Regions from separate parts of the Mus musculus genome. Here regions 1, 2, 4 and 5 are each linked to region 3. The links are chromatin contacts, called in public Hi-C, HiChIP or PLAC-seq and promoter capture Hi-C maps. All regions are on one chromosome and are shown on one strand. The core of a region is the stretch at or near the end of the contact, and the rest is flanking DNA. Distances in the headings are between cores, read along the strand shown. Region 1 has its middle 58 kb from the start of Paxip1. Region 2 holds the start of Shh (sonic hedgehog). Region 3 holds the start of Insig1 (insulin induced gene 1). Region 4 overlaps Dpp6 (dipeptidylpeptidase 6). Region 5 overlaps Dpp6 (dipeptidylpeptidase 6).

Region 1 (4,373 bases), core at 86-2,585, 340 kb before region 3:
CATGACTTCTAAAAGCATGAGGACGGCTGGGTGGGGTGCTGTCGGGGGAGCCCTGGAGAAGGTAACATTTAAGTCAAGGCTGAGACCAAGTAGGCAGTGAAATGACCCAGGAAGTGGGCGACTGCACAGGAGCCCCCTGCCTAAGAGCCCCAGTGTTGTCAGGGTAATGAGGAATACACTGGGGTACAGGAGGTATCAAGGCCTGGCATTGCTGCTGAAGAGCAGCTCTGCCCATCTCAGCACAACTGTGCTGTCTCCTGCCCTACTTCTCTCCTTGCTGCCCCCAGGGAGTCTGAAATCATGCACATCTCTACCTTACTGGCTCAGTCACTGTGCCAAGGCATTGGACAGGATCCCTATTGTCAGCTCCCAAGAATTTTTCTGGGATCCTCACATATTGTGAGGGCCCTTACCACACTGGAGTGTAATCATGAGGCCAGCCATGATGGAAGAGAGTGTTCAGAGAAGGCAAGAGCTCTACAGTTCCTGTGGACACCCTCCCCTCCCCTGCCCTCCCCTCCCCTCTCTCCCCCTTGGTCTGGCTCTTCCCACTTAATCTGGGTAACTGGTCTTGTGAGAACATGCCCATGGTCCTAGCCTGATTTCCAGGTGGCTAGGAGGCAGCTAGATGAGGAATGAACTTGAGCAGGTGCTCCCCAGCTCCATGGTGCTGTGTGAGGGCTGCAGTTGCCATAACCAGCTTGATGCCATCACAGAGACTCTGAGCTGGAGACACACAGGAACCGAGTGGATCTCTGACACTCTGAAACTAGATCACAAATAGACATTGTTCTGAACTGACAAGTGTTTACTCCATCATTGACACTCACCTCCTCCCCAGTGCAGGAGGCCAGACCTGAGCTGCTTCGTGGGACCCAGGGATTCCCTTGACCTCGTCACAAGACACCAGAGGTCTCACCTATGCAAACCCTCTATGACTGGGCCTTCTGGGTAGACAGTGGAGGAAGTTCTATGGCTACCTGCAGGCCTTTCTGCTCCCTGTGGCTCTGGCTTGCCCTTCAATTTCTTCTGTGTCAGCCAGAGTCACACAAACCAGCAAAGGCCTTGACATTCAGTTTTCTATGGCTAAATGTGCCTTAATGGCAGGCAGGGCTGGCTTCATATCAGATAATAGAATCTCACAGCTCTGGTACTGATCTGACAGCTGCTAGCAGCTACAGAGCCAGAGAAATGGCAGCCAGGCCCCCTCTATGTCTTCAGTGTAAAGTCAAGACATGAATTCCCAAGGTCGCCTGCCCTGACAAGCTATAGCTCAGCTCGCTGTGATGTGTCATGCTTGCTAACTGGTATTTCTCCAGCCAGACTGAATTCTTCGTGTTTCCCAGAAACTGTGTCACACATGACTGTCTCAGAGAAAGAAGTGACCGCAGCAAGCTAGCTGCTCTGTTCCACTTGTGTCTCAGACCCTATAAATAACACATCAGATGTCACTAACTCCCTAACTGCATGGGGTGGGGGAGCCTCATGTTATGTTTTATAAAATGGCGGTGAGGCAGAAGGGAACACCTGGGAGGGCCACTGAGAACCAGCCATAAGACAGGCTTATTATAAAAGAGTATATTTGCAGTAAAGGGACCTGGTGAAGGGGGTAGAGGCAGAGAAAGGAGGGAGACAGAGAAGAGAAGGAGAGAGAGAGAGAGAGAGAGAGAGAGAGAGAGAGAGAGAGAGAGAGAGAGACTTCTTATATGTGAGCCAAGCTAGTACGTGGCTGTTGCTAGGTAACTGTTGGGTGGAGCCTAGAGAAAATACTAACACCCCATGGTTACTTATCATTTTGTTTGAGTAGAGACCCCATCTAATCCATCCTGAACCAGGAAACAACCAGAGGAGATGGAGCCATACTTGTGGACACACAGTAAGCCGCTGAGGACCACTAGTGTCACACAGGACAGTCGGCAGGACCTTAGCCAGCTCTCACAGTAGGCAGAGCCACCAGAAGTCTGTTTATCAATGAAATTCCCTTCACGTGTTCTGTCTATAAAACACCCCTGGGCTTTGAGAGCAGGGGTATGCTATCAGCGGAGTGCACAGGCAATCAGCAGAACAATCTCCACCCAAGAAAGCTAATAGTCTATGAACCCACACCTTATCCCGCCACGGGATGACATAGACCATGCCAGCACCTGCCCTGGGAGTTTGCTCATTGGTACAAAGTGCCTTCCAGAAAAACCCTAATATGAGACCAGTGAGATGTCTCAGCAGATAAAGGCACCTGCTGTCTGTCAAGCCTGATGACATGACTTCGATCTCCTGGACTCCCCATATGTATACATACTACATAAACAAGCAAAGCCACCCACACAGGTGGGTGTTGATGACAGGACAGCCTGACAGAAGGGTCTGGAGGGTTGGGTCTGCTTTGTATCACTGCTTCACTCTCTTAGGCCTTCTGTCCACACCCTCTGGGAAGGCTGCTCTACAGGAACCTCTCTTAGGTGGAAAGCCCAGTGTCACAGTAGGGGCTTTAAGTGAAGTATCAGTGGGTGGTGAATCTGGCCTCCCCACCCCTGGGTATCAGCCACATGCTTGAGCATCTCTCTGTCTTATCTTTATGATGACATCTGATCATGGTATCCATCTTGATGTTACCCAGGGTAAAATTGGAGACTTGAAAAGCAGAGGGACTGACAGCAAAGTGGGGTCAGGAGAAGCATCTAGAGACAATTCCCATTATTCCAAAATGAGGAAAGTGCCTAAGGTACCTAAGGTCAGAGGGTCACTTCCTACCTGCACTGGGCCCCTGTACCATTCCTGGGAGTCGCCTGGACCAAGCCCTAAGCCAAATCCCCAGCTCTCCTGTACAGCAGGGTGCCACACCCACTCCAGTGAAGTCTGCGTGACAGGCCCAAAAGCTTGGATGCAGTCCTGAGGCAAAAAGTTTCATGGAAACTTAGTCTCCTGGAGCCTTGGTATCCCATAGCATGAATGCTCCAGATTTGTCCTTGCAATAGTCGGTATTGTATTATAGGTAATGCTACTCATTCAGACGAAATGCCTCCAGTGTTGATAGACAGTGAAAGAAATCAGACACTGCAGTTTACTGGGTAAGAGCTAGAAATCTCAGGACAAGTTCTACAAAGCAAACTTAGAATTATAGCCGAGTCACTTCCATATGCAGGAATTTACAATGGCCTGGGAAGAAGGAGGGTTGTGGTTTAAGGAGGAATATTGCATTATTCATGAAAAGGCCAGCAAGAGCAGAATCCCCTGGTTCAAGCTTTCACAAGGCTCAGAGGAATAGCATAAATTGTGACTAGGGTATGAAATCTTCACCTGGCTCCCTAATGGCTGACTTTAGAAAGGGCTGCCTTTTATCTCAGTTTTAACCACTGCCTAGTTCCTGCTGATCTTTATGCATGCATTTTTGTTTTGTGTCAGATAACTTCAATGTACCTTGGCTGATGTGTCACCTAACTTCTTTGTTTTCTTCTGTAATATAAGTCTGATGCTCTCTTTGAGAAATTACATTCAGATACAGCACTCTCTCTATGTCAGTGTCTGTTTGTCACTTTCCACCGACTCCTTGCTCACCTGAACACCAAAGCCCTGGTTCCCCTTGGGTTGAGAGACAGACTGAGTCCAGTCCATGGCAGCAGGGCCCCACTGCATTTTCTTGATGTCTGGAACCACTAGGCCACAAGTACCCAAGAAGCCATTTACCCAATCCTGCCTATCTCCCTCCACAAGCCATGCACCATATTCTAGACCACCTGGGAAGGAAACAACCTGGAAAACACATTTCCCAGTTGTCCAGCCTATTGTTCTCCCTCCTTCCTCGGGCCATTCCAAGGCTCTAGATACCCAGTCCTCCATGCAGAGCCAAAGGTTGTCCTGGGATAGGGTGGATATTCATGATAATCTGGAGAGCCTGATGCTGGGTTCAGCAGTTGGGCAGAGCTACATAATCTTGCTGAAGTTTCATGGAAAGATGAGATCTTTATCAAATATCAAAGCCAAGTTCCTCTTTGGCAGATGGTAATAAGAAGTGAGTGGCTGGGCTGGAGTGAGGGCTTAGCTGTTATGAGCACTCAAAGCTCTTAACAAAGGATTTGAGTTCAGTTCCCACACCCTACATGTTAGTTGTGGTGGCTTGGATGAAGATGACACCTATAGGCACATATATTTGCATGCTTAGTCCCCAGTTGATGAACTGTTTGGGAGGAAGTATGTCACTTGGGAATGGGTTTTGAGGTGTCAAAAGCCAACAACCAGCCCCAGCACCCCCATACTGCTCTTTCTCTTCCTTTCTCCCCCTTTTGGTATAGAGTACTCAAGGCCTGAAGCCTCGGCATGCATGGGGGCTCAGTAATTGTGCTGGTTAACTTTATGCCATTTAACACAGGCTAGAGTCA
Region 2 (4,786 bases), core at 388-2,887, 400 kb after region 3:
TGAATATTTTAATAGGGCAGTAAAAAGGATGCTGACCTATATTTGCAAGGAAACCCATTTCCAGCTCCAGTCATACGTGCATGGAGTTTCAGAAAGTCTCGATTTGGCTGGGAGATTGGCAGCCTGGAAATCTCAAAGGAGGTGGGATGGGAAGAGAGGCTCGTGCTTTGCTTTGCCGTCTGTCCATCCACCCTCGTCGCCGAATATTTATTCGCTTTTAATTCTTATGCAAGCAGGTTAAAAATTAAAGCGATTGCAAAGCCAGCAAGTTCCAAGTCCCTCCCCTAAGGTACCGCGGGCTCTGGAGAAATGAGGAGCATCCTTAAAGAAATATCAATACATTCTCTGACCGGCACAATTGAGGACGATGGGATCGCAGTCAGGCTACGCGATACAGTGGGGACAAGACGGGCGCCTCTGGAGCTCCTGCCTTTTGTCAGAACTGCCCCCAGGCTTTCTCAGTTACAGTTCTTTGGTGGTGGTGGGGTAAAGGGTGGGGTGGTCTTGGGAGAAAAACACAGAAAAGGAAAAGGTAGGAGCTAGGGGACGAAATGCTCCAGGCTATGTTTGCAGTGACCTGGAGGCCCTTTGAAGTGTATAGGGGCATCCCCTCTCCCTCCATTTTCTGCCTCCACTTGGAAAGGGCAGACTCCCTCAGAGTAAAGGTCTTTCTAAGTTTCAAGCTAGAATACAGGTAGTTAGAGGAGGTCGTCCCGGGAGACTAATTAAATGAGACTAATAAAATGAGACTAATAAGATAGAGAACCCCATCTTCTGGTGCCCCATTCCAGCAAACCCTAAACTTCCTGCTGGACCCTTCACCTCCTTTTTCCTCCCGGAAGAGGAGTGCTAGGTGGGCAGGTGGGTGGGGAAGGAGAGAGCAAGCCGCCTTCCTACCTGCCCAAAGAGCAAACAGAGCAGGGCTGACTGCTTGGTCACACGCACCCCCCCCCCCTCCCGGGAAGGAGTCTGTTTCCCACCCGCAATGGGTCTCTACCTGAGTCATCAGCCGGTCTGCTCCCGTGTTTTCCTCATCCTTAAATATGATGTCGGGGTTGTAATTGGGGGTGAGTTCCTTAAATCGTTCGGAGTTTCTTGTGATCTTCCCTTCATATCTGCCGCTGGCCCCTAGGGTCTTCTCGGCTACGTTGGGAATAAACTGCTTGTAGGCTAAAGGGGTCAGCTTTTTGGGGTGCCGCCTCTTTCCAAACCCCCTGCCGGGCCCACAGGCCAGCCCGGGGCACACCAGCAGCGAGGAAGCAAGGATCACCAGAAAACATCTGGCCAGCAGCAGCAGCATCTCGTCCGCGGAACCTGAGGACTTGTGAGCTGTCCCCGCGCTGTCTGTGCGCGAGCGGGTACGCGCGGGTGTGTGCGTGTGCGCTCCTCCTTGCGCTCGGCTCTCCCTTCCTCGCTCGGCTCGTTCGTTCCCTCTGGCGCTGCCTGGCTCTTTCTCTTCCTATATAACCTTGCCTGCCGCTGCTGCAGGGGACTTGTCTCCGATCCCCACCCAGACTGGGGCTGCGATGGCAGGCTGCCGGTCGCTGGTAACGGAACACATCGGAGTTGGGTCTCGAGACAGCAATTAAAAGACAAAAAGAGCCTGATTTTAAATGGTAGCAAGGCTGGAGAGCTTGTGAGACAGGCTGCCTTTCGCACTATATTATAGCTGGCAGGGGCGCATCTGATTGGCCAAGCCGCACAAGCTTGTCTTCTGATGTTAACCCTGAGAAAGACTACATTTCTCCCCCCTCTGGCTGCTGTGGCTTTATTTTCACCTGAAGGCTTCCAGTTTAAAAAAGAAAGAAAGAGAGAAAGAAAGAAAGAAAGAAAGAAAGAAAGAAAGAAAGAAAGAAAGAAAGAAAGAAAGAAAGTCTTTACTAAGGTAAAGGTGGGTGGGAGGGAGGAGGCCTGTTTATTGGAAAAATACCCCGCACTGCCTGCTTTGTGCTCAGGGCTGCTTCCCCCTTACTTTCTCTAAATGGAAGATGCTTTGGTTAAAGCCAGCATAAGTTTTTAAAGGACAGTCCAGATGCTCCCCCCCCCCCCACAAGCTTTGACCATAAAACAGCCTCTCAATTGTTTGAGGGCAACGCTGCCTCCCTCCTGTTTGCCTTATTTACACCCCATCCCCAGATGTGAGTGTACAGGACAGACGTCACGGGGTTGTGAAAACAGCTCACCTGAGCATCTCCTGAATATTTAGCATCTTTAGATAGAGGATAATCACAGGTGGCCACAACCTAAAGAGTTGCTGTTTTAAGTGCCCTAAAATACTGTCCTTTATTGTATCTCACTGACTGCACCACATTCAAGCCTCTGCAGGTGGATGGATGCATCCCAGCTGAGGGGCAGGTAAAGAGTGTCTGCAGAATGTGGTGGGGTACATAGGTTCAGTGGGTCTATGTGCTGCACCCCAGCATGGAGGGCAGCTGGTGTGTGCTTGGTGGGTAGAGGTGATCTGCCTGGGGCAACTGAAAGTGGGCAAGGCTGCATGCGTGAAGAACCCCTTCCAATCTATCCTAGCAAAGTGCAGGGCTGGGGTAAGTTGATGTGGAATTCAGGCTCCTTAACACAGTTGTATTTCACAGGAGCTTTGCAAGCTAATTTTCAAGGAAAGAAGCTGGCTAGGTGTAGGGCCTGCAGACTGAAGGTGTTAGGGATCTAGAGGACAGTGTTCTGGCCATAAGGGGCATCTTAGAAGAGGATATGCTGTCTAGAGGTCACTACTCTTGGGGTGTCCAACACTCTTTCAGGAAAAAGAAAAATTTCCAGAAAAGTCTTAGTTGAACCAGAAAAATAGAATGTGAAACGCTTTGTTTTTATAGATCATAGAAATCTGCTCTGGCTTTTCTCCCATCCTACTCACAGGCAAGATTCCTCTAGGATGGGCGAACTATTTATGTGGAATGGAATACCTGCTTAGGGACCGAGTCCTCCAGTGTTATCCCATGAGACCAGCCTCTGGCTCTTGATCCTGTCCCAGTGCAGGGAGAGCCCAGCAAACCTGAAGCTCAGCTGGCAGTGGGGTTTTCAGAGGACTTAGAAACTTGGTTGCTTTTGAGTTAGTGTGAGGCGAGGAAAGTGCTTGCTACTGTCTACTGTGAGTCTCAATGGCAGTATGGCAGAGCCTCACCATCCCAGGCTTGGAAGGGTTGACTAAAGCCCGCACACCTGCCCTCTCTGGAGTTTTCTATCCTTTGATTTATGAGGACCAAGTACAGATTCTTAGTGGGAGTTGGTCCCAGCTTCACGAAGACCAAATAAGAGCCAGACTCTCCAGCCTGTATCCTCTGTGTACATCCCCCATCAACTAGAAAAAATGGATACAAAGGGGACCCACTGTTCTTGATCCAGAAGAGTGGGCCTGCCTGGCATGTGGCTTTCATATTACTAGCCGGTGGTGGGCTAGACAAGACTTGAGCATCCTGGAGCCTCATTTTGCTTCAGTATTTCCTTGTTCTCTGTGTATGCTGACCAGCACTCTCTTCTTGATGTCTTTGAATATAGACTGGTGAATGGATCATGCAACTGTAGACAGCTCTAGTCAGCTTTGGATTGGCAGTGGGGAGTGGGTGGGATTTCCTGGGGAAGGAGGCAGAAAATAAAGGCCACATTTCTCCCTGTGGTCAGGCTCATGATCCTGTTCTCAAGACAACAAATATGAACTGTGATTGCTTTTATCCAAGCATTTCTGTAACCTGGAGACCTGGAATACCTGCAGATGTGATTTGGAAACAAACCCCTAAGCTGCCAGTGTTCTATGTGGGCACAGCTGGCCTTGGAGTGCCCAGACATGGTCACCTCCCTTTTGGCTGTGAAGAAGGAGGTGACTTGGTTCTGCTCTGGCCCATTGCTCACCCCCACTCCATCTCTAGGGACAATGGATGCTAATTCCAAGAGAGCCTGATAAGGGCCGGCCTTCCTGGAGTCTGGAAGGATCTTTAGAAGGAAAGTAAAGATTTACTATAAACCCTGTTGTTTTTTTCCTCGTACCCAGGGACAGCTTGCTTCCTGTTCCAGGTTGCAGAAATGCTGGGATAAAAGCAATCACAGTTCATATTTGTTGTCTTGAGAACGGGATCATGAGGCTGGCCACAGGAAGAAATGTGGCCTTTATTCTCTGCCTCCTTCCCGGGGAATCCCACCCTCTCCCCACTTCCCAGACACCAGACACTCGCTGCCTTCCACCTCCAGACACCAGATGGCTCCCTCTCTTTGCTTTCCCCTCTAGACCATTTGGGCCCCTCCCTGTGCCTGTAAGAGGTTCCAGAGCACAATCTCTGCCTGGTGGGGCCAGCCATTTAACTCCCAGAGGCTACTTCTCATTTGTGTAGGTTCAGCTATTCCTCCTGCTGGGCATTTGCAGGCTCTCACTCTTCTTGTTTCTTTCCGTCCAGCGTTCTTTCCTTCACTCTGAGGAGCACTGGCCAACCTTTGACTCTGCCCCACACCCCTGGAGGCATAGTCCTGGGCATGGCCCCTTCCCCCTTCTGGCCCTGCCGCTAGATGGCGTCCTCACTCTGCCTTCGGCCCTGGCCTGCCCGGTTGGGGAAATTCTGCAGTCTCCAGTTGGAAGGGCCTGGAAGCAGGACTAGGCTCTTTGGCTCCTCCTTGCTCTCTGACACTTGTCTTTCCTTTCCAACCCTTAATTTCCTTTCCCCAGTTTGAACTAGGGATCCCAGCCCAGCCCTGCCTGCTGGCCTCTTTTCTTTTCTCCCAGTTGATTTCTTTTCCTTAGAACAGCTCTGCACCATCTCATTCTATCCAATCACCCAGTTAAGTT
Region 3 (4,873 bases), core at 211-2,710:
AACAACCAAGTTGGTAACAGAGCAATTGTCTGAAGATATCAACCCCTGCCCCCAGGCAAGCATCACAAAAGCACACAAAGTATTATTAGAACCTCTTAGCCTACTTGGTAAGAATTATAACAAGAGGAAAAAAATCCGGGGGAGAGTCTGTAAAGACAAGCAAAATGGCTTGAGAAAAAGGGACTGAATTACATCTCAGTGCTCACAAGACAGATGCTTGGTGCTGGGGCGTGGGTGCAGGGTCTGGGACTGTCCCATCAAGCCAGCTTCCTGCAAGTGACTGGCATGTCTGTTCCTTAGGGCCAAGTTTCCTATGAGCGATGTGTCTGTTCCTTGGGGGCAAAATTGTGTGTATTTACACAGGTGTCGCTTTCTCAACATCTGTTTAGAGTACTTGCAGCTGATGATGGGTGGTAGAGGCAGCACCTGCTACATCCCACAGCAGAGACTCACTGCCTTTAACAATTTCCTATCAGCTGAAGCTGGGCAGGCCCTCCTGCTTTCTTGCTGTCAAAAAGGCTCCCATGTTGCTGTAATACACCATACAGTACTGATGTCCCCAACCCCCGTGTGTGTATGCCCATGAAACCTCACATGCATGGACTGGCCAGAGTGTGGAAAATGGCGAAGACCCAAGTTGCAACATTCCTTGAAGTCAAAACTGCTTCAAGCTCTTCCAAACAACGCATAGAGCCGCCTAAGAGAGGAGTGGACAGGCTGTGAGGGAAAGACAGCCAGGTCTCCACACCCGTGTCACGCTGGGAAAATGACAGCCCCCATGATCTCTGAGAAACAGCCTGCTTAGGAGGGTGACTTTGTTTTACACTTTTGGCACAAAGCCACATTCCTTACCTAAGGTCTCACACACACACAGTGCCTTTTCAGGCCTGCTCACCACCCTGTGGTTTTAGCCGGTGGCGTCTTGGCTAGGGGAGCCCTGGTCTGAGCTGTGAACCTGCAGAGCACTTGCCATTAGCAGCCAGCCCAAGCGATCCCAGGTCTTTTAAGCACTCAGGAGGGTTTGCGCTCCGGGTCCTTTCCTTCGGACCTGCGTGGACCTCATTATCTCAGAAACCGAGGTCCGGCAGCGCAATAGGGCAGCATCGGACCATCTGACTCGCTGGCCGCCCGCTCCGGTGCCCGCCCCGGCGCCTGCCCGAATAGCGCGCGCTCGAGCGCGTGCCGGGCACCAGCCCCACCCCCCCGGTGGCGTGTGCATACGTCATATGGGCCGCCCTCCTCCCATTGGCTCCGGCGGCCTCACCAGACCCCGAGCGGACAGGCGCGCGGACAGGGCGGGGCCGCTTGAAGACACGCCCCCCAGCAGGGCGCGCGGGCGGCGGATAGGCTGGGTGAGGTCACGTGGCTCCGGTGGCAGCCTGCCTTATAAGCGGAAACCGCGCGGGGCCGCGGCCGCTCCTGGGCCGTCCGGGCGCGGTACGTGTAGTGTCGTGGCGTGTACCTTCCATGCTGTGCCTGGACGCCGATGCCCAGGCTGCACGACCACGTCTGGAACTATCCAAGCGCGGGCGCTGCGAGGCCGTACAGCCTCCCGCGAGGCATGATTGCGGCGGCCGCTTGTCCGCAGGGCCCCGGAGTCCCCGAACCCGAGCACGCGCCCCGGGGCCAGCGAGCGGGAACCACAGGATGCAGCGCGCGGCCGGGCAGCTGGCACCACGACTTGGTGCAGCGGAGCCTAGTGCTCTTCTCATTTGGCGTGGTCCTGGCCCTGGTGCTCAACCTGCTGCAGATCCAGCGGAATGTCACGCTCTTCCCCGACGAGGTGATAGCCACCATCTTCTCCTCCGCCTGGTGGGTGCCCCCGTGCTGTGGCACGGCAGCGGGTGAGTGCCTTTCCTTGTTCTTGGGGTGGGGGAGGGGGATGAAGGGACACGTCAGCTGTTAAAGTCACCCTTGTTACAAGAAAAGGAGAACGGAGAGGGTAGGAAACCCCAGACGTTGGCGAGCGACAGGCGGAAGTTGGAGGGACTAGTGATGGAGATGAGGTCAGGAGATAATTGGCAGTTTAAGTGGAGGAGTCGCAGCTGTCTCGTTGAGCCAGAAGCCAGGATTGGCCGCCTGGAGAACTGGTGAGGGCAGCACCACGCAGCTATTGGCTGCCTGAGCAAACGTGCTACCTCGCTGGATAACTGAAAACAAACCATCACGTGCGCTCAAGAGGCAGTTGCCAGGGGACAGACTTCTCTGCCTTCTGCAGATTGTGGCTATCAGCCAAACCTTCTGGAACTCCGTGCCCAGTAGACTTGGGACAGGAGGAAAAAAGGAGCCTTTGGGCCTAAGCACACCTATGGTGTCACCTCTTAGGCCCAACGAAACTTGTAACAGTGCCACAGTCTTTTTTCTTTCCTTGATCATTTTGCTGCTTTTTGCCAAAAGTGTTGAGTAATTACAGTCCAACAGATCCTGCATAGTTTACAGTGTACAGCGTTGATAACCATTTGTCAAGTGTTTCTCCCCCCTCAGCCCTGCTTGTCCTTGTCCTGTCCTGTGTAGGTGGGCAGTATTTGCTCAGGTGCATCTTTCCTCCAATCTGCAGCCACAGGACAGCAGGAGCAGTGCCTGTCTGCTTTGAAGCCAGCTTTTATTGACTGCCTGCCTATGCTTTATATGCTGGGCTTGGGTGCTGTGCTGTAGCTGAGTCATGGGTTAAATGTAGGATGCAGGACACTTAACTGTTGATTTCCAAGGCTGCTTGCTCTCAGGCTCACCTGCAGCATTATGAGGGTCAGCCACATGACAGTTGTGTGCTTCTTGGTTGTTTTGGACTGGGGGTGGCCTCATTCATGCTAGGCAAATCATCTGCCACCAAACTACTATCCCCAGCATTTAAAAGTTCCTTGGGGAATAAGATGGAGATTTGAATTCTCTTTTCCTTACATATGAAACCTAAGGCTCTTTGAATTTGAAAGTTTATCTTCAACATGAAGCATCATGTTTGTGATGAAAGTTTAAGGGAACCCAGTAAACCAGTTTCTCATCTGAATATGAGGCTGGACTGGTACTGCTTTCACCACTGAGGCTGAGTGCCTGTGTTCACACTGGACAAGGTGGGACGGCAGCCTGACTGAGGTCTTGTGCCCTGTGTCCATGAGACTGCTCCCACTTGTACTGCAGACAGTCCCTCCCTTCCTGGGTTTTACTCTCTTTGTGTCTTCTGGAGTGCCCAACTTCTGCTGTCCAAATGTTTTGGAGTCCAATCTGTGTTTGTGACAGTTCCTAACTCTGAGAACCACAGAACCTTCTTTGCCCTCCACTTTACTTACATAATCCTCATTTCACACATGCGAAAACAAACTCGAGGAGACCTGTCCAGCCTCTCTCCCTTCTTGAGACCCTACCCTCCTCACAGTGTGAGACTTGTCTTCACTGGGGCCAGGTCAAGGCTGAGAAAAAGAGAGCAGTGTGGGGTGGCCTTCCCACAGCCTTTTCTTACAGGTGTATGTAAGGTAATACTTTGTGCTACAGGTGACAAACTGCCGAGGAAAATAAGTGGTTTGGATCCTACTAATAATGACCACACAAGGACTGATTTTCACCAGTGTATCCTAATCCTGTTTTGTTTTTCTTTAAACAGCTGTTGTCGGTTTACTGTATCCCTGTATTGACAGTCACCTGGGAGAACCACACAAGTTCAAGAGAGAATGGGCCAGCGTTATGCGCTGTATTGCCGTGTTCGTTGGCATCAACCACGCCAGTGCCGTATCCTCAGTTGGTGTCTGTGCAGAGGGTCATCTGGGTTGTGGCAGGGTATATTGACACTGCTCGTCCCCTCGTTCCTGAGCTTCAGAGTATGACTTGGCTTTCACGTGGCAGGAATTTTGGGGTTCCGTTCCTAGGACCTCTGTACTAAGAGTAGAAGCAGAGGTTTACTGTGGCTCAGTGGACTTTTGTCCTCTCTCTTGCCTTCTACCCCACTGATGTGCTCTGTGGTAGTGAGAGCCCTGTCCCTGTTCTCTGTCACAGGAGCCCAAGGCTGGTCAGGAGGTCCCTGCGGGCTTCTACTTTCCATAGCTGACATTTTGCCCTTCGTGTAGGCTGCTGTGGTTTTATGCATTTTCTATGAAAATGACCAATTTGATGGTAAACTCTTCAAATGCTAAGTTTCTAGAGCAACTTAGAGTAAAAGATCTTGTGAAGTTGTGTCTGCACTTGGGGCCTTCCTTTCCTGCCAGCCAGCTCTGAGAGTGCTCACTGACAAGCACTGAATCAACTTACCTACTACCTAGGGGACACAGAGACAACATGGAGACAGTGCCCGCCTGTCTCCACTCACTGAAAAGTAAAGGAGGGAGGAGAGCATTCTTAGCAATCTCCCAGCTGTCAGAAAGTTTACTATTAGAAGCCAGCGCTCTGACTGGTCCTCACTGGGGGTCTTGGGATTGGTCATGTACCATCATTAGAAGCAGACAGTTACTATATAGTGATACACCCTGTACGTAATTCTGGGGTTTAGGGGTTTTTTTTCTTATGATAAATTATAAAATGCTTCCTTAACTTTTGGATCACTAGAAATTAGATTTTGCCAATAATGTCCAGCTGTCCTTGACTTTAGCAGCCCTCTCTTTGGGTTTGTGGTGGACATTTGATCGTTCCCGAAGCGGCCTTGGGCTTGGGATTACCATCGCCTTCCTAGCTACGCTGATCACTCAGTTTCTTGTGTATAATGGTGTCTACCAGTAAGTTCGAATTTAGAATATTACTTTGGTTTTATAACACCTGTTAAAATGTAAATGTTTTTTATGAAAATCTTGAAATGCTTTTTTTCAATGCATATTGAAAACTCACCACTCAGCTGGGTGGATTAGGGGTGATTCATGCCTTTCATCCCAGTACTCAGGCAGAGGCAGTAGGA
Region 4 (4,475 bases), core at 1,200-3,699, 390 kb before region 3:
GGCAGAGGCAGGTGGATTTCTGAGTTCACGGCCAGCCTGATCCACAGAGTGAATTCCAGGAAAGCCAGAGCTATACAGAGAAACCCTGTCTGGGGTTGGGGGGGGGGGAGAAAGGCTGAGAGCCAGCTACTCTGAGAAGTGATGAGAAAAGTGAGCTCCAGCCTGCATGATGGAAGGAGGCATTGGCATTACAGATGTGTTTATAGAAAGCCACTCATTTGGCTCCAGTCTGTGCTCACAAGACCTCAGTTCCCTGAATCTGCCAAAAGATGCTCAGAATCTATATTCTGTATAGAGCTGAATTCCTAAATGGCAGCAACAACTCAGATAAGGAAGAGAGCCTTTTGCCAGATGAAGCATTTGCAGCCCACATGACCCACAGTGAGCAGAGTGTGACATATATCCACTCAAAGTAGGATCCCGAGGTACCAGAGGAGGTTCTCTAAGTCTCACAGTCCTGTCCTCAAGCCACTGGGTCTTCACAAATTCACGACTATGGCAGCTGCTGAGAGTTACAGGTAAGGTCTCAGAGATGTGATGCTGGACCCTCAGTGATCATGCCTCTTATTATTATTGTGGGTAGAAATGTCTTCAGTGTGTTCATACCCAGTGTATATGCAGAATAGCAGAGTAAGACTATAAATAGAGAGATATAAAGATTATCTTCAAAGACAAGAGGACACCTGCCAGCTGTAGGTTCTCTTCCCCTCCATATTTCAGGACGTTCTCTGCAAACTCAGTGCCTTCATCACCGTATCAGTTACTCTTCTGTTACTGTGATAAAAGATAGCCATTGTAATAGACATAACTCTCTTTAACATGTATTTATTATATTTATGAGTACACTGTAGCTGTCTTCAGACGCACCAGAAAAGGGCATCAGATCCCATTACAGATGGTTGTGAGTCACCATGTGGTTGCTGGGGATTGAACTCAGGACCTCAAAAAGAGCAGTCAGTGCTCGTTACCACTGAGCCACCCCTCCAGGCCCCTAGACACCACTCTTTAACAGATTATTTAAACCATAGTAACAAGAAGTTTTGTGTTATAATGTGTTTCCATTTGGAATGGTAATGTCTGCTGTTTTAAGAGTTGCCACAGAGACCCACTCAGGGTGGGTGCTGTACCTCACCCGGTCTCGGACACATGTGAAGGCACCCATGGAATGATGAAATCACAAGTGCCCTATTCCTTTCTTCTTTTCTTTCTTTTTTCCCTTCCTCCCCCCCCCCTTACCTTCATCGCCTCTTTTTCCCTTATCATTCCTTCTCCTCCCTTCTCCTTGATTCTCTTACCCAAAGCCTTTCCTGGGCAGGGGTAGAGCATGCATCCTCACAGAACAGTCCAGCATGGAATGACTAAGCCCAGCCCAGTGATATGGGTAGTCCTCTACCTCTGGGCCCACCCATGGTGAGAGATAGGCCAGGGTGTAATGTCATGGTACCCATAGGAATGAATGCAACATGGAATATGGAGGCAAACATGGTGGGAGAGCTTAGGGGGCAGGAGTTATAGAAAATATTGTTCATTGCAGGGACACATAGAAATACTGCACCTGTGTCACTCCTATCCCTTCTTACCTCTTTCTGAAACAAAGTTCCACTATGTAGACCAGGATGGCCTCAAACTCACCATGTAGACTAGGCTGGCTTCAAACTCACAGAGTTTGAGATCCACCTGCCTCTGCCTCTGAAGTGTTAGGATTAACATACACACACACACACACACACACACATATGATAGCTGAAAGTGTTTTCACTCAGGGGGTGGATTTGATGAGTTAGATGTCAGTGATAATGAGAGCCAAGTTCCTTGTTATTGGGCATGGAGGTTGAACACATGAGAACATAGAAGAAAGCCCCAGAGAAATCCTGGTGGTGCTGAGCTGGAATTTCAAGTGGCCACATGAGATCTGGTCTCTGCAGTGAGCCTTGACTCTGCGGGTCTTGCAGGGACTGTGGTGATTGCTCTGGTGTGCCCCCTCCCATGTACATCACCTTTCCCCTAAGCCAGTCATGACCTCCCCTCCCGTGTACATCACCTTTCCCCTAAGCCAGCCGTAACCTCCCCTCCTGTTTACATCAGCTTGTTGCTGAGAATCTTCTGTGTGTGGACCCAGATCTATGATGAGAGAGGATACCACCACCACCAAAGGGTTTAAAGGGGTGGGAGAGGACACTTAAAACCAACTGGCATTCCATTCTGTGGGTGCTGGAACATCCCTGTGGGGACTGACAGCAAGGCACTCCCCCACTGTGTCACAGGAAATCTGTTGGAGCCAAGATATTCTGGGTGCATAGCCCCTGGCGGGTGCTGACACACTTAGGGATGTATGGGGTGACTGGGAGAGCATCCACAGGAGGCCAGTGCTCACCTCCTCCCACCACAGCAGCCAACCCTACCCCCACCTTTCACAGATGAGTCAGTCCCACAGTACCCAGCAGTGGCTGAGAGCCAGGTCTTCCTTGCACTTGTCAGAGGACCACAGCTGCTTAGTTTGCTCTCTGTGCACAGTGAAGCTGAACCTTTGCAGAAATCCCATAGATCTCCATGCCGAAGCCCTGGGTACGGCCTGTACACAAGAGGGCGCTGCAGCCCTGCACATTGCTCTACACAAGAACCCCTGCTGGGCTGTACATGGTTTCCTAGTTCTTAGTGTCAGGGTTTCCCCATGCATGAACATCACCACCTGGTTGGAATGCGTCTGACTCACTAGGGGACACAGAACTGAACCCTGGTCTTGAGAAGTCCTTCTGTGGTATTGAGTGTGAGGCAGACACCAGGCTCAATGTTAAACACAAGAAGATGAAACACAGGGAGGACCACCCTCAGGGAGTCCAGAATCTAGGAGAAGAAAAATTGGAAGAACCTTTAAAGAAGGTTAGCTGGTTACCAGCATATCCCTAGTGCCTCAGCTCAGGCCTGGTCCTCTCTACCTTCTGGTAGGGCTTAGAGAACCTGTGAACAGTTCAGAAGTATGAAGGGCATAGGAGAAGGTACAGTGTGGCACCAAAACAAACAAAAAGGGAAGCACTTGTTTAACTGTCAGCTTGACATAAAGTAGAATCACATTAGGAAAGAGTCTCGGGGGGATTTTCTAGCCTGGCCTGGCCTGTGGGCATGTCTGTGAAGGTTTCCTTAACTGGGCTAATTATGTAGGAAGATTATCCTTAATGTGGGCAGCACCATTTCACGGGCTGGGCCTTGGATTGAATGAGGAGAAAGTATGAGCTGGGCACAAACACGCATGCGTTTATTCTCCCTGCCCTCAACTGGGCATGTGACCAGCTGTTTTAAGTTCCTCCTGCAATGAGGGTCAGTAACCTGGATAGACCCCTTCTTCCTTCTTCCTTTTTCCTTCTTCCTTCTTCCTTCCTTCCTTCCTTCCTTCCTTCCTTTCTCCTTCCTTCCTTCCTTCCTTTCTCCTTCCTTCCTTCCTTCCTTCCTTCTTCCTTCTTCCTTCTTCCTTCCTTCCTTCTTTCCTTCCTTCCTTCCTTCCTTTCTCCTTCCTTCCTTCCTTCCTTCCTTCCTTCTTTTTCTTCCTTTCTTTCTTCCTCTCTTCCTTACTTCTTCCTACCTTTCTTTCTTTCTTCTTTCTACCTTTCTTTTTAAATGTATGAGTGCTCTGTCTTCATGCACACTTGCATGCCAGAAGAGGGCATTAGATGCCTTTATAGGTGGTTCTGAGCCACCATGTGGTTTCTGGGAATTGAACTCAGGACCTCTGGAAAAGCAGCAGTGCTCGTAACCACTGAGCCATCTCTGCAGCCTCTACCCTTTCCTCCTGAAGTTGCTGTTCTCAGGATAGTTTATTACAGAACCAAGAAGCAAAGCTGTAGGCAGTTGAGCAGTGGCTGTTTGTGACAGACGAAGAGGAGGGAAAGGGGCAGCCAGAGGAGGACTGGTGTGAGAGGAAATGGCATGGAACAGCAAAGGCTGAGGGGAAGTGTGCAAACCAGGGAGTGCAGGCAGCCATAACCCTGGAGTATAATGACACCTACTTTGTAGGTTGGCATCAAGTTCAGTTTTAATTTTTAAATTCTATTTTAGTGCATTTATTTTGTGTCCGGGATGTAAGGGGAATACAAGACAACTGGCAGAAAGGGCTCTTTCCTTCTACCATGTGACTTCCAGGGATTAAACTTGTATTGTCAGGCTTAGCAGCAGTGCCTTTACATGCTAAGCCATCTTGTTTAGCCCTGGGATCAAATTGTTTATGACCAGAGAGTTAGAGCGGGATTTAATAGTTGGTACTGCTGGTCATGGTGGTTATGGTGACAATGACAATGACATTGCTACTATTATCATGATGGATTTGATGACATGTTTATGAAAAGGATGCTGATGCTGATACACAGATGCTATTATCTTTGTCACAGCTCTGACTCAGCATCCCAGAAGCTGACTCAGCATCCCAGGGGGAGCCCTTCAGTCCCCTCACATGCTGCTTACAGTGGGGGAAGCTCAATTTTTAT
Region 5 (4,876 bases), core at 1,202-3,701, 360 kb before region 3:
GTCCAGCATGATGTTGGAGTCTAGAAATAAGACCACTTATCTGACCTGACTCTGCCCTCTAGATGCTCAGTGGTTAGTCAGAGAATCAAGGAGGAGAGAAATGGCCCAAAAGAACATTCACTCTGTGTCACAAACTATCAAGCTGAATGTAACAAGGAAACAGGGCTCAGAGTAAAGACAGATCTAACCGAGGTGGACCAAGTTGAACTATCTTTATACTTCTGGGTCTGTTCTTTGAGTTAGCCGAGGGATGTAGCCCGAGGTAATGTAGCCCGAGGGATGTGGATGGACTCTGCCACAAAGAGCAAGCACAAGGAAGAATAATGCATGGGGAAGCAATGAAAAAAGTCAGTGGGGGTGGGGGAATGGGATTGCCTGACCATCGGATGCCCTCGCAGCACACTGGAGAAGCAGAAAGTACATCTATTCACACAGTCTGGAGTGTCAAAGTCTACAGAAAAGAAACCTGCACCTGAGGGCCAGGTAGCCCTTTCCCCTCTAGATCAGTTGCTTATGATTTCCATTGCAGTTTGTTCACTAATTTCCAATGTCTTGGCAGAGCAGTGATTGCTCCAAGCCCCAGGGCCATGTGGGAACAGCCCGCAGGCCACACAGCCAGGGGAGTGGCTTCCTGAGTAGACATTTGTCTCTGTGGGCTCACTGTGTCCAGATCTGATAATAGCTAATTCCACCAAATATTAGAGGGGCTCACATTTAATTAAGGAGTGGCCATGTGTGTGCTGCAGCCTGGAGGTCCCTGCTGCCCCGCAGTCAGAAGCAGAGTCCTCGGGGAATGCACCGATCTTTTCTTATATCTCCTCTGAGCTCCTGCCCTCTTTGAATGCAATTAGGGGAACAAATAAACTAACTTAACCCAACTCCCCCGTGAGGCCACCAGTTCTCTGCTGATAAGCCCGGCTGTGTGGGCAATCATTAAATGGGAAATCTAATATTTAACTAAATTTAATAGTCTGTTGCTTTGGTGCTCTTCTGCAGAAAGTGGGATTTCAATAGAGGGGAGCAAGCTATTCAAAGGCAGCCTGAATAGTCACTGAGGAATTAGAACCTGCCACGCCCCACACAAGGCCAGAACTGACAGGGCTGGACGTGGATAATGGGAATTTAGTCATCTCTGCACTCGCTCTAGGAAAGCCTCGCTGGGTGGACAGCCACACATATTTGTGATCTGAGTTTGAACCTCTCCCTCCAAAACAGCATGTAAGATTGCAGAGTGACATTCAAAGCCAGCTCATGTGAATTACATTTAAGGAGAGTTGAGCCAATTGTGAGAGACTCTGGGCAGGTCCTGGCACCTACCTGCTCACACAGATGAAGTTCCCATAGGGCCCTGGTGGCAGAAGCTGAGTGAGATCCATGTACTCATCTTTGCTGATTGTGCTGATACCCATGAGCTCCTATGTGTGCAGCCATGTCACCCCTATCTCCCTGCACACACCCCAGGTCCCTTCCCCATGCCATACCTAGATGAGTCACATAGTCAGTCAGAGTGATAACCATGGAAGGTTCTTCCAGGTTGTCTTAGGCAGAGCTGTGATGAAACACCATGACCAACTTGCAGGGGGGAAGGTTTATCTCACCTTATAGCTCATCTAGGTTACTCCAGGCAGGCACCTGAGGAAAAGACTGAAGCAGAGGCCCTACAAAGTGCTGCTTACTGGCTTGCTCCTCGCGGAGTGCTCAGCCTGCTTTCTACAGAACCCAGGACCACCAGCCCAGGGATAGCACCATCCACCAGGAGTTGGGCCCTCCCACATTAGTGATCAATCAAGAAAATGCACTACAGACCTGTCTGCAGGCCAGTTTTATGAAGGCATTCTCTCAGCTGAGGTTCCCTGTTCCCAGATGACTCTAGCTTGTACCAAGTTGCCACAAACCCAGCCAGCACAAGGGGACCCATGAGCGGAAGCTTTGACATAACATCTTAAGTCTATGCCCTGATTCTTACACTAGCTTGGGTCTGGGACTATCAGAGAACCAGGTCAGAATCCCAGCATTCACTGAACATTAACTTCCATATGTAATTAGTCTCTCAAATGCCAAAGACTCTACAATCAATTTGCTGGACGTTCGTTTCCCGTTGTGATGTTGAATTCACACATGGAGCAGGGAATGGTTAGCAGTCATCCCTCGGTTTCCTCAGGCAGGCTGAGCTCTGGCACCTTACAGAGCATTGGATTCCTGAAACCCCTGGAGTGTCTCTCAGTCCAGTTTCATTTGTCTTGGAAGGATGGCAAGAGACCACACAGGGGTGGGCAGGGGGAAGGAGCTTCAGGCAGAACCAGCGTCTGCCAAAGGTGAAAGGTGAAAGCCGTAGCTGCTGGACGGCCATGTGTGCTTGGCAGCTTGCCAAGCGTTTTCAGCTGCTTATCAGCTCCTCACAGGCACAGGAACTCCCCCGCCCCACCCTACCAAAAGTATGCCATTCCTGCTCCCACAGATGGTGGAGATCGTGGAGTCACACAATGCTGTGTGTTACCCACAGCAGCCATGAATTAACTAACCTCTGATGCCTTCAAGAAACAAGACTGTGGGATGGTTTTGTTTTCAAGGGCTCATGAAAGACCCCAACGTTCCTCATAGGACCATAGCTTTAAAATATTTTCTGATCCTAGCCTAGACACGCTAAAGGCAGAGCCCCTTGAAAACAGTTCCCTTTTACATTGAGCCACAAGCCAACCCTACATGTAACCTTAAAGAAAGCAAAGAAAAGGAAGACCTGTGGGCTTACTAGGCATGAGAGGGTGAAATGGGGTCGCACAGCCATTTCAGCAGGTGAGCAAAATGGGCTTCCTTCCTTCCAGCTGAAGAGATTTCTGACGTGGTATTTGTGTGTTGTAACCTGAAAATGAAGAGCCATGCAGATAACCCAACAATACAGTCACCTAGCCACCATGCATGAGGGGGTAAGCCCTCAAATTGCAAAACATTGCTCTTGGGACATTGCTATCTGTGACTATGGTCACCAACTCCAAGTCTCTAAAGACCAGATAACTTACAGGTTAAAGCAAGAAATCTGGGAGTGGGTTAACTGATAAAGGCCACACAGTCTGGTGTCTTCTCTGCTGACATTGCCTGGTTGGTGTGGCTGTTTTCCCCCACAGATAAGTGGTATTGCTTTTCTTGAACCCAACAGACTTACAATGGATCACACCAATGCCATACTGAAAAGGAGGTGGGCAGATGGAGCATAGAGATCTCTGATCTGCCCATATTTCTGATTTGATACTAGGGCCCCAGGTCTTGAATGAGCTATCTGATATCTCATCTTCTCTCTCTGTAATGCAGTAAGCAACGCCCAGGGCTGCTTGGGTGAAGCAGTGTAGGAGGTGTGTGAGAACGCCCCGCCCACCCACCTGCCCCTCTAGTCCCCAGAATCCAGTGTGTTCTTCTTTCCCCACTTCTAGGAATGTTTGACTTGGAAGCAAATGAGGAAGTTCAGAAGGCTATCAACGACCGGCAGATGCCGAAGATTGAATATCGAAAAATTGAAGTAGAAGATTACAGTAAGTACTGCTCTTCTGCCCTTTGAAAGGTCACCCTTGGATGGAAGCTCGGCTCTACCCAGGTGCCTCCCTGCTTGGCCACCACCTTATCTCCAGCTCACTATCCACTACCTCAAGATGATCTGGTAACAGCCAATACCACAGACAGATTTATGATTCCTCCCCTGAAGACAGCAGGACAGAGCCTTTTCTCTGATCTCCACCTCTATCCTCTGTACCGTGCTGTCTTCCTTCCTCAGTGTCCTACCTTGGTGCTGGCTGTGGGCAGTGTCCTTGCAACTGGAGAAATGCATCCCGAGGGTGTTGACACTGCCCTCCTCCTGCCTCTCTTCTTTCACACTCCAGCCACTGACTCCACACTAGACTATAAGATCCAACCTGTTTGCTGGAATCAGCTAGCAGCAGCTGGGAAGTTACCAACACTTCACATGCTTCCCAGCTCACTGGCTGACTCTAGAATTGTAGCTGCCCACTGTCCTTAACTCTAGAGAAAACCCCAGTGTCCAAAAAACCTCATCTCCTTTCATCTCCTTTCTAGGTTCTCTAGCAAATGGGCCAGGACAGCTCAGTTGCTTAAACCCACAAAGCTCAAAGGTACCCAAAGGCCTTCATGCAGATCCCTCTTGCCATCATCTCTGCAGTCATGGGCAGGCTTCAGTTTCTGCGAGGATTCTGTCTGATCCATAGTCACTGGACATGCTCTGTCTCAAGAGTTGAGGGTGGCCAGGCTTAGGGAAAGCAGACTAGACTCACTGGAGGGGCAGGTGGAGCTATATGCCTTGTAGGTACCTTCCTGGGCCATCTCCAAGATTTCTGCATCTGCTCTGGCTTGCTGATGGAGTTGGCATATAAATACCCTTTTGCCCTACAGCCTAGAGATGACTCAGCCACCTGCAGGCTGTACACTCCCAGGAGCAGGAAGTAAGGACCCCAAGTGGCACAGTGGAACCACACAGTGAACTCAATGGGACAACTCATTTACAACAGAAAGCAAATGGTGTGGGTGTTTAGAGAACAGAGAATGAGCCCAGTTGTGTAGGAAGGCTGCCTGCACTGAATTATCAACTGTCCCTTCAGTGGACCTTGAGTTGACATAGACAACAGAGCACCATCCAGAACACAGCTTAGGCAAGAGTAAGCATGCTTTGGGGGGGTCACTGTGGACGCCCCTCTCACAGGGCCCCAAGTGAAACACGATGTAACAGCAGCTAACCAACATATATGGTCCACCCCAGACCACTCACCGCAGCACCCCAGGTCCCCATCAAATCCAGAAGTGCTTGTGGTGTCCCTGATGTCCAGGACGGAGCTCCATCCATCTCTGGAGTCAGTCACATGTGGAAACAGGCTGG

Evidence for each region. Promoter capture Hi-C pulls out the DNA fragments that hold promoters and counts their contacts. A called contact is a pair of places that touch in the nucleus more often than the background predicts. HiChIP or PLAC-seq counts read pairs in DNA pulled down with a chosen protein or histone mark.
Region 1: a contact with region 3 is called in an H3K4me3 HiChIP or PLAC-seq map of the 230-238 cell line, with 11 read pairs. The contact joins the enhancer-like site here to the promoter of Insig1 in region 3. A contact is called at or near these places in 4 of 39 promoter capture datasets (cranial neural crest, embryonic stem cells, hippocampal neurons and 1 more), 1 of 15 datasets of contacts at CTCF or cohesin (embryonic stem cells), 11 of 484 Hi-C or Micro-C datasets (cortical neurons, embryonic stem cells, extraembryonic endoderm stem cells and 3 more), 17 of 115 datasets of contacts at active chromatin or transcription factors (the 230-238 cell line, T-cell acute lymphoblastic leukemia, embryonic hindbrain and 8 more) and 1 of 9 other capture datasets (embryonic stem cells).
Region 2: a promoter capture Hi-C map of embryonic stem cells shows a contact between it and region 3, with 3 times the contacts expected there. The contact joins the promoter of Shh here to the promoter of Insig1 in region 3. A contact is called at or near these places in 2 of 39 promoter capture datasets (embryonic stem cells and stem cell-derived epiblast-like cells), 1 of 484 Hi-C or Micro-C datasets (embryonic stem cells) and 1 of 115 datasets of contacts at active chromatin or transcription factors (embryonic stem cells).
Region 4: a Hi-C map of cortical neurons shows a contact between it and region 3, with 5 times the contacts expected there. The contact joins the enhancer-like site here to the promoter of Insig1 in region 3. A contact is called at or near these places in 3 of 39 promoter capture datasets (embryonic stem cells, hippocampal neurons and liver), 5 of 484 Hi-C or Micro-C datasets (the N1E-115 cell line, cerebral cortex, cortical neurons and 1 more) and 3 of 115 datasets of contacts at active chromatin or transcription factors (differentiating embryonic stem cells, embryonic stem cells and extraembryonic endoderm stem cells).
Region 5: a contact with region 3 is called in a Hi-C map of erythroblasts, with 2.4 times the contacts expected there. The contact joins the enhancer-like site here to the promoter of Insig1 in region 3. A contact is called at or near these places in 3 of 39 promoter capture datasets (embryonic stem cells, hippocampal neurons and stem cell-derived epiblast-like cells), 1 of 484 Hi-C or Micro-C datasets (erythroblasts), 4 of 115 datasets of contacts at active chromatin or transcription factors (embryonic stem cells and fetal liver) and 1 of 9 other capture datasets (embryonic stem cells).

The regions. Positions count from the first base shown.
Region 1 is chr5:27,731,301-27,735,673 of GRCm38.p6, forward strand. No RefSeq gene overlaps it. Among named protein-coding and RNA genes, the nearest start is that of Paxip1, 58 kb to the right of the region's middle. Within about 2 kb of position 1,336, at least 24 of the 459 cell types and tissues checked have an H3K27ac peak or open chromatin away from gene starts, as enhancers often do. A contact at or near this core is called in the 230-238 cell line, cortical neurons and hippocampal neurons, where this site is marked.
Region 2 is chr5:28,465,464-28,470,249 of GRCm38.p6, forward strand. It overlaps Shh (sonic hedgehog), which reads right to left and starts at 1,638. Exons shown (of 3, transcript NM_009170.3): 1 at 998-1,638. The coding sequence starts at 1,300. 9530036O11Rik (RIKEN cDNA 9530036O11Rik) reads left to right here and starts at 1,521. Exons shown (of 7, transcript NR_015562.2): 1 at 1,521-1,885.
Region 3 is chr5:28,069,952-28,074,824 of GRCm38.p6, forward strand. It overlaps Insig1 (insulin induced gene 1), which reads left to right and starts at 1,461. Exons shown (of 5, transcript NM_153526.5): 1 at 1,461-1,844; 2 at 3,596-3,720; 3 at 4,531-4,697. The coding sequence starts at 1,487. All of the region lies in intron 1 of Gm35223 (a long non-coding RNA gene), which reads right to left.
Region 4 is chr5:27,674,957-27,679,431 of GRCm38.p6, forward strand. The region is part of intron 16 of Dpp6 (dipeptidylpeptidase 6); the gene reads left to right. Among named protein-coding and RNA genes, the nearest start is that of Paxip1, 110 kb to the right of the region's middle. Within about 2 kb of position 2,450, at least 25 of the 459 cell types and tissues checked have an H3K27ac peak or open chromatin away from gene starts, as enhancers often do. A contact at or near this core is called in the N1E-115 cell line, cerebral cortex and cortical neurons, where this site is marked.
Region 5 is chr5:27,706,025-27,710,900 of GRCm38.p6, forward strand. It overlaps Dpp6 (dipeptidylpeptidase 6), which reads left to right. Exons shown (of 26, transcript NM_207282.3): 18 at 3,426-3,524. Among named protein-coding and RNA genes, the nearest start is that of Paxip1, 83 kb to the right of the region's middle. Within about 2 kb of position 2,452, at least 18 of the 459 cell types and tissues checked have an H3K27ac peak or open chromatin away from gene starts, as enhancers often do. A contact at or near this core is called in erythroblasts, where this site is marked.